Linked DNA regions of Mus musculus: region 1 is linked to region 2. Evidence: chromatin contacts called from public promoter capture Hi-C data. All regions are on one chromosome and are shown on one strand. The core of a region is the stretch at or near the end of the contact, and the rest is flanking DNA. Distances in the headings are between cores, read along the strand shown.

What was found. Promoter capture Hi-C pulls out the DNA fragments that hold promoters and counts their contacts.
Region 1: a contact with region 2 is called in a promoter capture Hi-C map of pre-B cells. The contact joins the promoter of Ibtk here to the promoter of Cox7a2 in region 2. A contact is called at or near these places in 1 of 39 promoter capture datasets (pre-B cells) and 1 of 484 Hi-C or Micro-C datasets (CD4 T cells).

The regions. Positions count from the first base shown.
Region 1 is chr9:85,746,520-85,752,545 of GRCm38.p6, forward strand. Ibtk (inhibitor of Bruton agammaglobulinemia tyrosine kinase) reads right to left here and starts at 2,815. Exons shown (of 29, transcript NM_001081282.2): 1 at 2,612-2,815.
Region 2 is chr9:79,757,892-79,763,830 of GRCm38.p6, forward strand. Cox7a2 (cytochrome c oxidase subunit 7A2) reads right to left here and starts at 1,962. Exons shown (of 4, transcript NM_009945.3): 1 at 1,749-1,962; 2 at 599-688. The coding sequence starts at 1,766. It also overlaps the pseudogene Gm51685.

The sequences.
Region 1 (6,026 bases), core at 1,565-4,064, 6.0 Mb after region 2:
TCTTAAAAAAAAAAACTATTAAAAAAAAAAAAAAAAAAAAACAGGGCATCTGTATCATACCCTATCCTTCCCAGGTTCCAGAGATTAGTGTGAAAGAAGAGATAAAATAATTTAAGAGCCAAAGGTAGTCTACAGCAAAACAGTGTTCTTCTTAACACAGCAGGGTGCTTGGGCATATGAATTCACAGCCACTCTGATTGCATGCATAAGATCTGAATAAGATAAAGCCAGACAAAATCCTAGCATAGGACAGACAGGGAGGTGGTCAGGAAGTCACTTCCCTAGCAGAAAAACTACTGACAATTGATGGTTAATGGGAGAAAGTTAGTTTTCATCAGGGGTGTGGCTTTTGAGAGGCTACCCACAATCCAGCAGATAGCCCTACACCCAAGTACACATTGGTCACATTAAATGGTCTAAGTGTTTTTTTAAAAAAAGAGAACACATTTAAAGTAGGAGGAAATACTGGTAGAAAGGACAGGAAAGAAATTAGAGGGGAAGAAATGTGGAGTGGGTTTAATGAAACACAGTACATGCAATTTTCAAACAAACAATATATATATATATATTTGAAATATATATATTTGAAATATATTTGAAATATATATATATTTCAAAGCCCAGGTAGAATTTCAGATGGGCTAGCTGGAGAGATGGCTCAGTGGTTAAGAACACTGACTGGTCTTTCAGAGTTCCTGAGTTCAATTCCCAGCAACCACATGGTGGCTCACAACCATCTGTAATGGGATCTGATGCCCTCTTCTTGTGTCTGAAGACAGATAGTGTACTCACATACATTAAATAAATAAATCTTTTTTAAAATCACATTATTTTTTAAAAAAAGTTCCAGATGGGCATGCGTGTTTACAGTGGTATGAATGACAATGGACTCCAAAGGTTCCTATGCTTGAATGCTTGGCCCCCAGTTAGTTCAACTGTTTGGGAAAGACTGGGAGGTATGGCTGTGTGTTGCTGTGACCTTGATAGATGAGGTGTGTCACTGGAGGTGAGCTTTGAAGTTTCAAATGCTCAAACCAGGCCTGGTCAGTCTCAGTCTCTGTTTGTCTCTCTTTCGGATCAGGTGTGAGCTCTCAGCTACTGCTCAGTACCATGACCCAAGTACGTAGCTTCCCTAAGGACCCTGAGCAAACCTCTGAATTTTCTCAAAGCTTCAATATTTTCATTTGTAAAAAGTGAGATTAAGGGCTGGAGAGATGGCTCAGCTGGTAAGAGCACTGACTGCTCTTCTGAATTCAAATCCCAGCAACCACATGGTGGCTCACAACCACCCTTAATGAGATCTGACACCCTCTTCTCGTGCATCTGAAGTCAGGTGCAGTGTACTTATGTATAATAATAAATAAAATCTTTGGGCTGGAGCAGTCAGGGACTGAGTGAGCGAAGTTGAACAGAGCGAGCAGAGCCGACTAGAGCAAGCAGAGGTCCTAAAAATTCAATTCCCAACTGTACAGCTACAGTGTACTCATATGCGTAAAATAAATAAATAAATAAATAAATATTTTTTAAAAAAAAAGGAAGAAAGAAAGAAAGAAGTTTGGGCATACTCATTCAGTCTAGAATTTTATAATCCACAAGCATCTTGAACGTTTAAAATGTAATGAAATCATCACACAAAAATTGGCACACAGAAAAAAAAAATTGGCACACAGAAAGCCCTTCAAACAAGATTTACTAAAAAGAAAAAAAAAAACCGAAGATTAACATATCCAATTGAAAAACTGTAAAGCTGCGATGTGACTCAAGTTTTGCAAAAACTTTTTTAGAAAACACGTTTTAGAAAATAGTTCTGTCCTCAGGTACGGTGAAGCAGGTCTCCAAATCAATAAAAACAAATGAAAGTAACTCCACTGAGAAGTGAGGAACTGATGACGAAAAACACACACACACACACACACACACACACACACACACAAAACGTTTGGTAATTTGCATATGGAGGTAACCACACTAACTATGGGGGGGGGGGGGGAACTACTTCAAATGTTACCTACTTCGAGATAAAGGAAACAGGTGCTACTCAACTTCTCCTCCTTGAAAAATATCCCCTCTGACTAACACGACTCATGTTTTATGACTGTGTTAGATAACAGAGTTAAAGACGGCTTAAATCAGGGTTGGCCATTTCCCCTCGGATCCAAAATGCCTTTGCAACCTGATAGCTACGAACAAAAGGCCCCTCTATCCTGTCTCTGCAGAACAGACCCCAGTCCACTTCCACCCAGCAGCGAATGCTCAGAGCAAGACCTGCTTCTGCAAACTCAGCAAGGCCCGCGGGAACTCAAACTTTGTAAACTCCACCAAGGGTTTAGGGGACATGGGAGCCTCTAGGAAGGGATCCAAGGGAGGTGACACCAGTCAACCCTCGGAACCAGAAAAGCATCGTCGCTGGAGGGCGTGTCGGGCAGCTTGGCGACGTAGCACTTGGCGGGACAAGGCCATTCATTAGCTGGCAGGGGCGGCGGGGCTGCGCTGCCAGGCCACCCGCCCGTGCCACGCGGCGCGAAGCTCGGCAGCCGCCCCCTCCGCGAGTTCCCTCCCCGGGCCCCGCTCCCCTGCCGGGCTGGCAGGACGCCTTCGCCGTCGCCCTCACCAGTCGCTAGATGAAGGTGCGCCGGCGGTCTCCGCGGGGCAGGCGCGCGGCCGCGCAGGGACTCATCCTTAGTGAAAGCTACCGGGGACAACGAAGGGAGCCAGGAGCCGGGACGCCCGAGTCAGCTCCGGGGACGGCTGCACGGAAAGCGACAGCCGCGACTGTCGGCGCCGGGACCGGGTTCGGGGAAACCTGAGCTAGAGCGGGCGGGACTCGGGAATAAGACGGGCGCTGATTGGCCGGAGTTCGTGTATGCCCCACAGTGATTGGTCGGGGCCTGCCCACAAGGCCTAGCGTGGCAGTACCTCAGCTGTGGCCTTTCCCTAGTATCCCAAAGGAGCATGACCCCTGCCGGCCTTGGTGCGGTCGACACTGGCTGCCGCCCTACACTCAGAACCAGTACTGCCCCTCTTGGTGCCAGATGTCACCCTAGGAGATCTGTCTCCCCGCAGGTCGACACTCGGAAAGGAGGTTAAGGCTGGGATGGAGGAAACAAGGAACTGGCTGGATGCCCAAGCACCACTCCGTAGAAACGTGGGCATCTTAGAAAAGTTGCTTCCCGGATCACTCGTAGTGGGATAACTGGAAAACCAGAGGTGTCCTCTCCCCAAGACTGGGCCCTGCTGCTCTGTGCCCCGCCTGTTGTGCCCGGATTGTCTGAGTGTCACTCTCTTTTTGTCAGAAGGCGCCATAGATTTTTCAGATCGCCACTGTGCGACCAGCTGCTGACTTGGGTCACATCTGTCTGCCTGACGCCAGGCTTACAATAGGTTTTCCTCCCTGAACTCTTAAATCTACAAGCCATTTTAAAGGTTGCAAATTGTGTGCCAATAATCAGTCCAGAACGGAAAACATACTCCTGCTGAAGTCTGATACAGAGGCGCCTTAGTAAACATGTGTTCAGGGAGGAGTAGCATGACTCAGAGAAAAACAGCACTTGGAGCCCAGAGTTGTTTGAACCTCGGCCCTGTTTGTGTTGCTGTATGAGCCACTGACACCATCATCTATTAAACGGAGTTAAACTCAATACCCTCTTAGACTGCTTCAGCCCAATTGCCTGTTTTGTAGACTTTGTAGGAAAGTAAGTTGCTAGATCAAACTGAAGGAGAGATGGAAACAGACCTAGCTCCCCAGCTCTCCTCCCAGTGCAAGGACTTAATTTGCTTTCTTACTTCCTACTCTGACCCATTCTGTAATGTATAAACAGTGACTTGGAAGGAAGCTGTGTACACACTCATGAACAAAGACGCTCAGTGATCTGGAAGCTAGTGATGTAAATAAATGTGTTGCCCTGAGTTCACATCTTTTATCTGTCTCTTCTTTGTATTGGGTAAGTCATTTAGGTTTTCTGAAGCCTTAATTTCCTCATCTGCAAAGTGGGAATGGAATACATGTTGCTGTAGTGAAAATGTGTTGATAGACGCCCGCAGCACTTAGCAGAGTGCCAAGCACACAGTAACACCACCTAGAAGTTGCCATGTCTCAAACGCTTGTAAGCATTGGGGGTACAAAATGTCCATACGGCCATAATCATATACACAAAAATTAATTGCAACTTTAACGAATCTGTGAAAGAAAATAAGAGGTTTCATCTGACCCCCCCCCCCAAAAAAAATGACAAACTAGGGAAGAAGTAGAAAATAACTAGGTGAAGCAGAAAAAGAAAGACCAGCATCATGCCAAGGAATGAATGTCTTTGCCGTTGGAGATGGGGGACGAAACTGGTCCTGCTTCAACAAGGATCAGAAAGAGAATATTAGAAAGCTGCTTACAAAGTAAAACTTATCAGCCACAGTTGCCGCGGTGCTGACCAAACTGAGACTCTGACATAACGTTATTTATTATCTATGACACGAACAGCCTGAGTTTTATATTTTTATACACTGTTGGGCTTAAAAGGAATCTAGTTGGTGGCACCAACTGATATCATAAATGCAGTAGTGTTAGGTGGCCACATAAGTTAAAACATTCCGAGCTAATAAAGATTTAATCTTTTACTGTAGAATGAAAGCAAACTGTGCAGCTTTTACCCCAAGGTGAGAATGAAGCACATAACACCAGAGGGTAAATGGTCTGCGTGATCGCTGCTGAGACAGAAGGACCCGGCTTCACCTCCTCATCCTTTTCGTTTCCTCTTCTCCCATTGCTTCTGCTCTCCCCTTTTATGCAGGTTTAGCAATATTGGTGGTTATTATATTTAAGGTTTTTTTCCCCTTCACACCTTTTCTAAAACTTTTATGCATTTTGTTTCAATTCTGGGCAATCTTTTTCTTTTCCTACTTGTTTCTGTGTTCCTTCCTAGTGTACTTTTAGTAATATTTTGGATTTTATCTTATTAGTTGTAAAGAAGCTTATGTCTTCTTTTTTATTTCCCTTATGTTTATCTAATTTATTTTTGAGCCTTCTCGTTATTGAGGAGTTCTTTTCCCTTTCTTGCTAACTGCTTCTTCATTTTTCTTTCCTTCCATAACAGTCTTCTCCACTCCTCTTCTTTTTCCTTTGACTTAACTTTGCTTCTGCTCCAGTTTGCTAAGACCTTGACTCCTTTATCTATTACAATATTAACCATAAGTGACTGTTTATCTCATGCCAGACTCCACATTAGTTTTGCCATTTTCTGTTTTGCATCTTTGGTGATATACCGAGACTTAATTGGCTTTGGTGTATTCTTATATTGCACAGTTTGATGTTGTTGCTGTTACAATAGTTCATTGTTTCCTCTCTGAGTGGTACTTTCTCTGGGAAAGGATTCTTAATGTGAAAATACTCAGATACAGCTAAAATGCATTGAGAGATATTCCACTGAAGAGATGTAAAACTTTAACACACACACACAAACCATAAGAAACATGAAAAGGCACAGCAACATAACTCTCTAAGAACATCCTGTGAAACTGTAATTCCATGATTATTGAATCCAAAGACACTGAAATAGGTACAGTGTCAGCTGAAGGTTTTTAAGGTTTACTAGTAAAATCTAGCTTAAAGAGGATGCAAACAAGCAGATGGATTCAATCTAGGGCATAAAGAAAAAAGTAATGAGCACAGAGGGGGGGAATGTCAGGAAAAAGGATGAGAAAGAAACTTAGATCAAAAAACAAAAAGAACTTTTGAAGAATAATTCTCACCAGTAGACTTAACGGAGCAGAAGAAAGAAATCAGAGATGAAGGACAGGGTAGAGGATATACTACATTCAAGCATCAATAAAACAAAAATAAATAAGCATGAACACAACATTCAAGGGCTCTGAAACATAATCAAGAAACCAATTCTAAGACTCTATTGACAGAAGGAACTGATAGAAAAATTAAGAATCTAGAAAATTTACTCACTGGAATTATAGCGCAGATTCTCCCAATTCTTAAGAAAGTAATGGACTCCCAAACACAAGAGTTCGTTATAGCCGTGAATAGA
Region 2 (5,939 bases), core at 712-3,211:
GGAGCAGAATACAAGGCTAACTAAGTGTCAGTCAGAACTGCAATGCCTGCCACATTCCACAGAAATCTTCATCTCGCGCCCTGACAGCTATAGTGAGATCATACATTTCTTACAAATCTGCAATTCTTTGAGTACCAGTGACACAACCATACCTAAGCTGCACATCTGTTTCTTCTCCTTCAGCAATAAAGCGTGTATTTTTAGATCTTGGTTGTTCTCCTGGGGGGGGGGGGTGTCTTTTGATGTTTCCTTAGAAGCCTTCCCCACTTAAAATTATTTACTGTACTCTTCCCTGCAGGTATGCTACACCCTGTAACAATTCCTGCTTATTTTTTGTTTCTGGACTCTTTTTTATGGTTTATGCAATTATTCCCCCAAAGATTACCAATTCATCAAATCACACACACAATTCACTGGCTTCTGCATTTTTCCCACCTCCCTGAGCACCTCTTAGACACAGCAAATAATCCTCCTTACGATAAAAAAAAAAAAAAAAAAAAAAAAAAAACCTTGAGAGCCTCTAAGAAGCAGATCCTCTGGACTTACTCTACCGTGCCAGCTCTGTTACAATTAACAATCACATAGAACACTTCAGTACCTGAAACAGCTTTTGTTTCTCTGGAACCTTGTTTTCAAAATGCCTTCGTGAAGTGGTGCTGATGGTCCTCTGGGCAATCTGACGAAGGGCCTGAAACAGAAAATTCACATGCATCGAACAAGACCTAAGAGTCCAAAGAAACCTGTAAAGGCAACTTCCAACCCTTCACACTGAAAGGAAGCTGAGATTTAAAGCATTATCGAACTTGTCAGTACTATCCAAGACTAGCATCCAGATTTTCTACATGTTGTCTATTCTCTGCTCTGTGCTTCATGTTACATATCATAGTCTTCAGAAACCATGACCTATATATAACCTGTGCCTGAAATTAATCAGTAGTATTTTATAGAACAAAACATGCTGATATACAGAAAAATAAATGATATAGACATCTTATAAGTTCTAACATTTTCATTTAATATTTGCCTATGTCAAAAATCTATTCCTGGCAGGGTAGTGGAGGCTCAAGACTTTAATCGCAGCACTAGGGAGGCAGAGGCCATGCTAGTCTACAGATTTAGTTCCAGGATAGCCAAGGCACTGAAAAATTACTTTGCAGTGGAGGGCACATGCTAGAACACTCCTGGACATCTAAGAAAAATGTAATTGGTGTTAAGTCTTAATTGTGTTAAACGATTACAAAATAAAATCAAAACACACCTTTTTAAATTTTGGAGAAATATTCACCAAGTGTTAAAGGTAATTCTGAATCGTCATTACACTTCAATCATGAAACCCATTAAATCCCAACTAAAACTGTACAATTTAGTTCTTTGGCTTACTTCTTTGAATCAGGTAAAATTTTATCTTTTCACTATGATACAAAACAAAATGACAACAAAAAGCCACCTTCCACCTAGGTTTTCCAGGTGTCCAAGATCCCCCCACTGGAGCCTACGTCAGAGCTACAGTCATAGCCATAAGCAACGGTAAGCTGTAGTGACCAAGAACCAAATGCGATCCTGCTCTTCCCTCTACGACTACCCAGAAACAGCCAGGGGCGAGTGGACGGAAGGTCAGGGAAAAGGACGCGCGGCCAAGGTGACTCCGGCTGCTGTCTTCTGCCACATTTCCAGCACGCCTTTCTGTCAGGATGCCTGACCCTCCGCCCCGACACTCCAGTACCAGCCAAACCCCCAAAGCTACCTACCAGCAGATTCCGCAACATCTTGGCTCGGTTGTTACCCACCAACCGCGACTACTGAACGCCAAAAATCGAAAGCCACCAGACCGGAAACGGAACTCCCTCCTAGCGCTGCGCGCGCGTCGAGCAAGAGGGCTCGTTCCGGGAAGAGGAGGGGCTCGCGCTCCCGACCATAGAGAGCGGAAGGCGAGCCAGAGCGACTTCTCGCAGCGGCCCGTCTAGCCTCCGGACCTCCGAAGCTATCCTTACCACTTGGCTCCGCCCTGCCGCGCCTGCCGCCGGACCCAGAATCACAATGGAAAGCAAACGCCACCCGCAATGGAGAGGCGTGAAGTCTTGCAGCCCTCTTCATACGCTCTGGTGAAGTCAGTGGACAACCAGACTACCCGGAAAGTAGCTTGTCTTGTGAGAAGGCTTTGAGCCATTGTTTACAGTCTGAAGGAACAATGGATGTCAAAGCTACGTCGTACAAGCTTAAATATTCAAAAGCTCCTCTTAATACGGATAGAGTCCAGTTTTAGGGTTTGTCTTCCACAGATGAAAGTGGGAGGCGTTAGTCTTTGTGCTGAGATCATATAGGAACGACCGATGTTGGCATCCACAGGTATGCCAACCTGTGGATCTTCTGCTAAACTCCTTGTGCTGGAAGCTCTTCCTGTGTCCCCAGACTGGAACTGGCTGACTTCGTTATTGAGTCTGGGAAAACGCTGAAAAGAGGGGAATACATTTTTAAATCCACGTTCAACACAAATATCGACTGTGTCGTGCTTTCTCAGATCCGCAGCACATTTCACTCCTGGATGGAGCTGTCAGAAGTGCGCGTATTTTACAGATAGGCTGTTAGCATTTTGCATCAGTCTTGCATAACTATTCCTCCTTACAACTGCCTTTATTCTTCTGCACACTAATGTACAAGTAAAAATAATCTACTCAACAATACAAATGTCTTTCCACCCTTTTGCAAACTCAGAAACGACTTCATTGCCATTTCAGGTAAAAGCTAATGATAAACGGGTTCCACAGTGTTGCGTGAATAAAAACTGGTAATGCTTAATTCCTTCAAATCTTGGGGTACTTTTTTCTTCATAACCTACTGTACCCCCAACACAGTCTAAATTTTCTTCCTTACCAAGTTTATAAACACCCATTATAACTGACTTTTTTTCTACCACCTCTTAATTATTCAATGTACCATCGAGCATAATTACCAACAGCTGGGGATGGGGAGTTTTGTTTTTTTTTTTTTTTTGTTTTGTTTTTTACATTTATTGTCTGTAATTGGAATTCGTTAAAGTTTGTGCTGCTGTCGCTGTTTCACCACAGGATATAAGTTTTCCCAGAACCGACTGTATACTTACCATTCCCCTAACACTAATAAAAATGGGCCTACTAGGGGGGCTGGTGAGATGGCTCAACGGGTAAGAGCGCTGACTGCTCTTCTGAAGGTCCTAAGTTCAAATCCCAGCAACCACATGGTGGCTCACAACCACCCATAATGAGATCTGATTACCTCTTCTGGTGTGTCTGAAGTCAGCTACTTACATATAATAATAAGTAAATCTTAGAAAAAAATAGGCCTACTAACCAACACTAAGTGCATACTGTTTGACATTCCTAGGAATAGTGACTGTCCAAGAAGAACCAAGAGTTTACATTAAAACTACCTATAACAGCGTTGTCACTTAGGGCAGTACAATTTTCTCTTTACTGGACCACTCCATCTACAGACACATTCCATTTTAAAAAGGAAAGGACACATATGAAACAAAACAGTGTTTCTATCCCATTCTCTCCAGAATAAAAGCAGACTTCTGCAACTTGTGTGCCCCTCCTTTTGTGTTAGTCTTTTCCAAAATCACTTCTTAGGCAAGCTTCTGCATTATCAGCCACGGATATCACAGGTGCTCATTCCCCCAGAGTACATTTTAATTTGGAAATAAACTATCAAGGCAAAGGGAGCAACATGAGTGTGGAATGCGAGCCTTTTAAGGAGGTTTCCACACACCACTCTCCTAAGAGTCCTCTTGCACGTTGATCCTTAGTTTCTGCTTGACTCCTCATCCTACCAACACCAAAATTTCAACATACCTTTCCCTAATTCATACTAAACTATTTATACTTTCATTTTTTAATCTCTTAAAGTCTCTGCAATTTCCCCCAAACATTAACATTTTTCTACCAAACCCTACAATCAAATTCTATCTGTACAACTTCAGAATCTTATCTGACCATTTATGATCTGTAACATCACCACTGCAGGCCAAGCCAGCAACATCTTGTGATTTTATTTCTGCAAAAGTCTTAATTTGTTTCGATCTTCATCTTCTGTCACTGTTGTTTCCCATCATCCAGATTTTAAAAAAAAATGCTTGTTAGAAAAAAAAAGGACTCTGTCTACACACATAAAAATCCATTGAACATAAAAGCAAATGAACAAGAACAAATCATCTAATGTGTTGGCTTCATTCCACAACTCTGTCCGTCCCAGGGCTCTTCACTAACTTGTTTCTGCATTCTTAACTGCCATTACTTGGACAGAAAAATTTGGCTTAAATTTGCCTCAATCGATCAGACTTTATTGATTAATCCTAAATTCACTAGAAATTTACTACCAGGTCTCCGAATTTATCCAATGACATAAACTAACTTTCAAAATGGGCTCCTTTCCAAAACATCAGTTTGGGGTTGTTTGCTTTGTTTTTGGTTGTTGTTGTTGTTCTTGTTCTTTATTACAAAATAGTTCTTTGGAAGAACTGCTGACATGAGATTTAACTCCAAATTTTAAAAGTTGAAGTTGCTAGGCTTATTCATTTTATAAGTCCAAGTTTAATGAAGGAATGTGTCTGAAAACTAGAATGTCTAGTGGCCTCACTTCCAGATTATTATTTCCCTTTATTGCGTATCACAGATGGATTGAGGGTTGATCATTTCTTAATATTTCTCTACCAGAAATCGTTGTGGTTGTGGTTTCTATGTTGAAACTTCATTAGCTATTACTGTTGAATGCACCAGGCCAACGGAAGAAAACTCTCAGCAGATGGCAGAGCATACTTACGTAGAGAGAGGGGAACAGACGAATAGCATGGCTGAAGACGAGAGGAGGAGGAGTTCACAGAAGGCTGGTAGCCATGACAAACATAAGTATCACTTTGAAAGTGCTTTAGGGCCATTCAAAGATTTAAGGAGTGCAGGCTTACAGTACAGATTCCATTTTAAGATAACAGTAGTTGTAAGAAAAGAATGCAAGACTCAAGTTACTAGGGCCAGAGTCAAAAGATTTTGTAATACCCCAAGGAAGGAAGGAAGGAAGGAAGGAAGGAAGGAAGGAAGGAAGGAAGGAAGGAAGGAAGGTTGGTTGAACTTAAGCAGCAGCAGGACACAGATGAATCAGGGGATCTATGCAAGTGGACACACGGTACCTTGAAAAACCTGCAGCTGAAGAGACAGGGGTTTCTACATTAATTCGTAATAGAGTAAGAGTAAGACTAACTCATTGGGCAAGGAGTATATATAGCCCAGTAGAGTCTCAGTACAACCACCTGCAGCCATTCCACCTCCAATATCTAACAAAAGAAAAGCCAGGCTTGTATGGAATGATGGCTAGTTTTGTGTTATTAACAGATTAATTCGATATAAATCACTTGTTTTTCAATTGAAAGAGTGAATTACTTGGATCTCAGGAGACTCTCAGTGAATACACATAAAAATGGCTGTAAAAATGGTAATTCACTAGAAGGCCATGTATGGTGGTCCACATCTTAATCCTAGCAGTCAAGAGGCAGGAGCAGGTAGAGTTCTCTGGGTCTGAGGCACTCTGGTCTACATGTCGAGTTCAAGGCCATGCAGCCCTACACAGTAAGACACTGTCTCTAAACAAATGAAGTGTTTATTTTGTTCCAGAAGTATGTATAACTAATATATACAAAGGAAACTAAGGAAGATAAGTAGGAAGAAAATCTCGTAGTGAGTCACAAGCCAGATGCTGGGGATGAAAAGGAAGAATACATGGCTGTATAAAGTATCAGGGTAAAAGTACATTTGTTTGGCTTGACAGACATGAATGGGAACAATTCACTGGGTACCTAGTGTCTTCCTTAGGGTTTCAATTCCTTCCCTGAAACACCATAACCAAAGGCAACTTGGAAAGGAAAAGGGTTAGTTTACTCAGGCGTCCACATCGCAGTTCATTATCAAAGG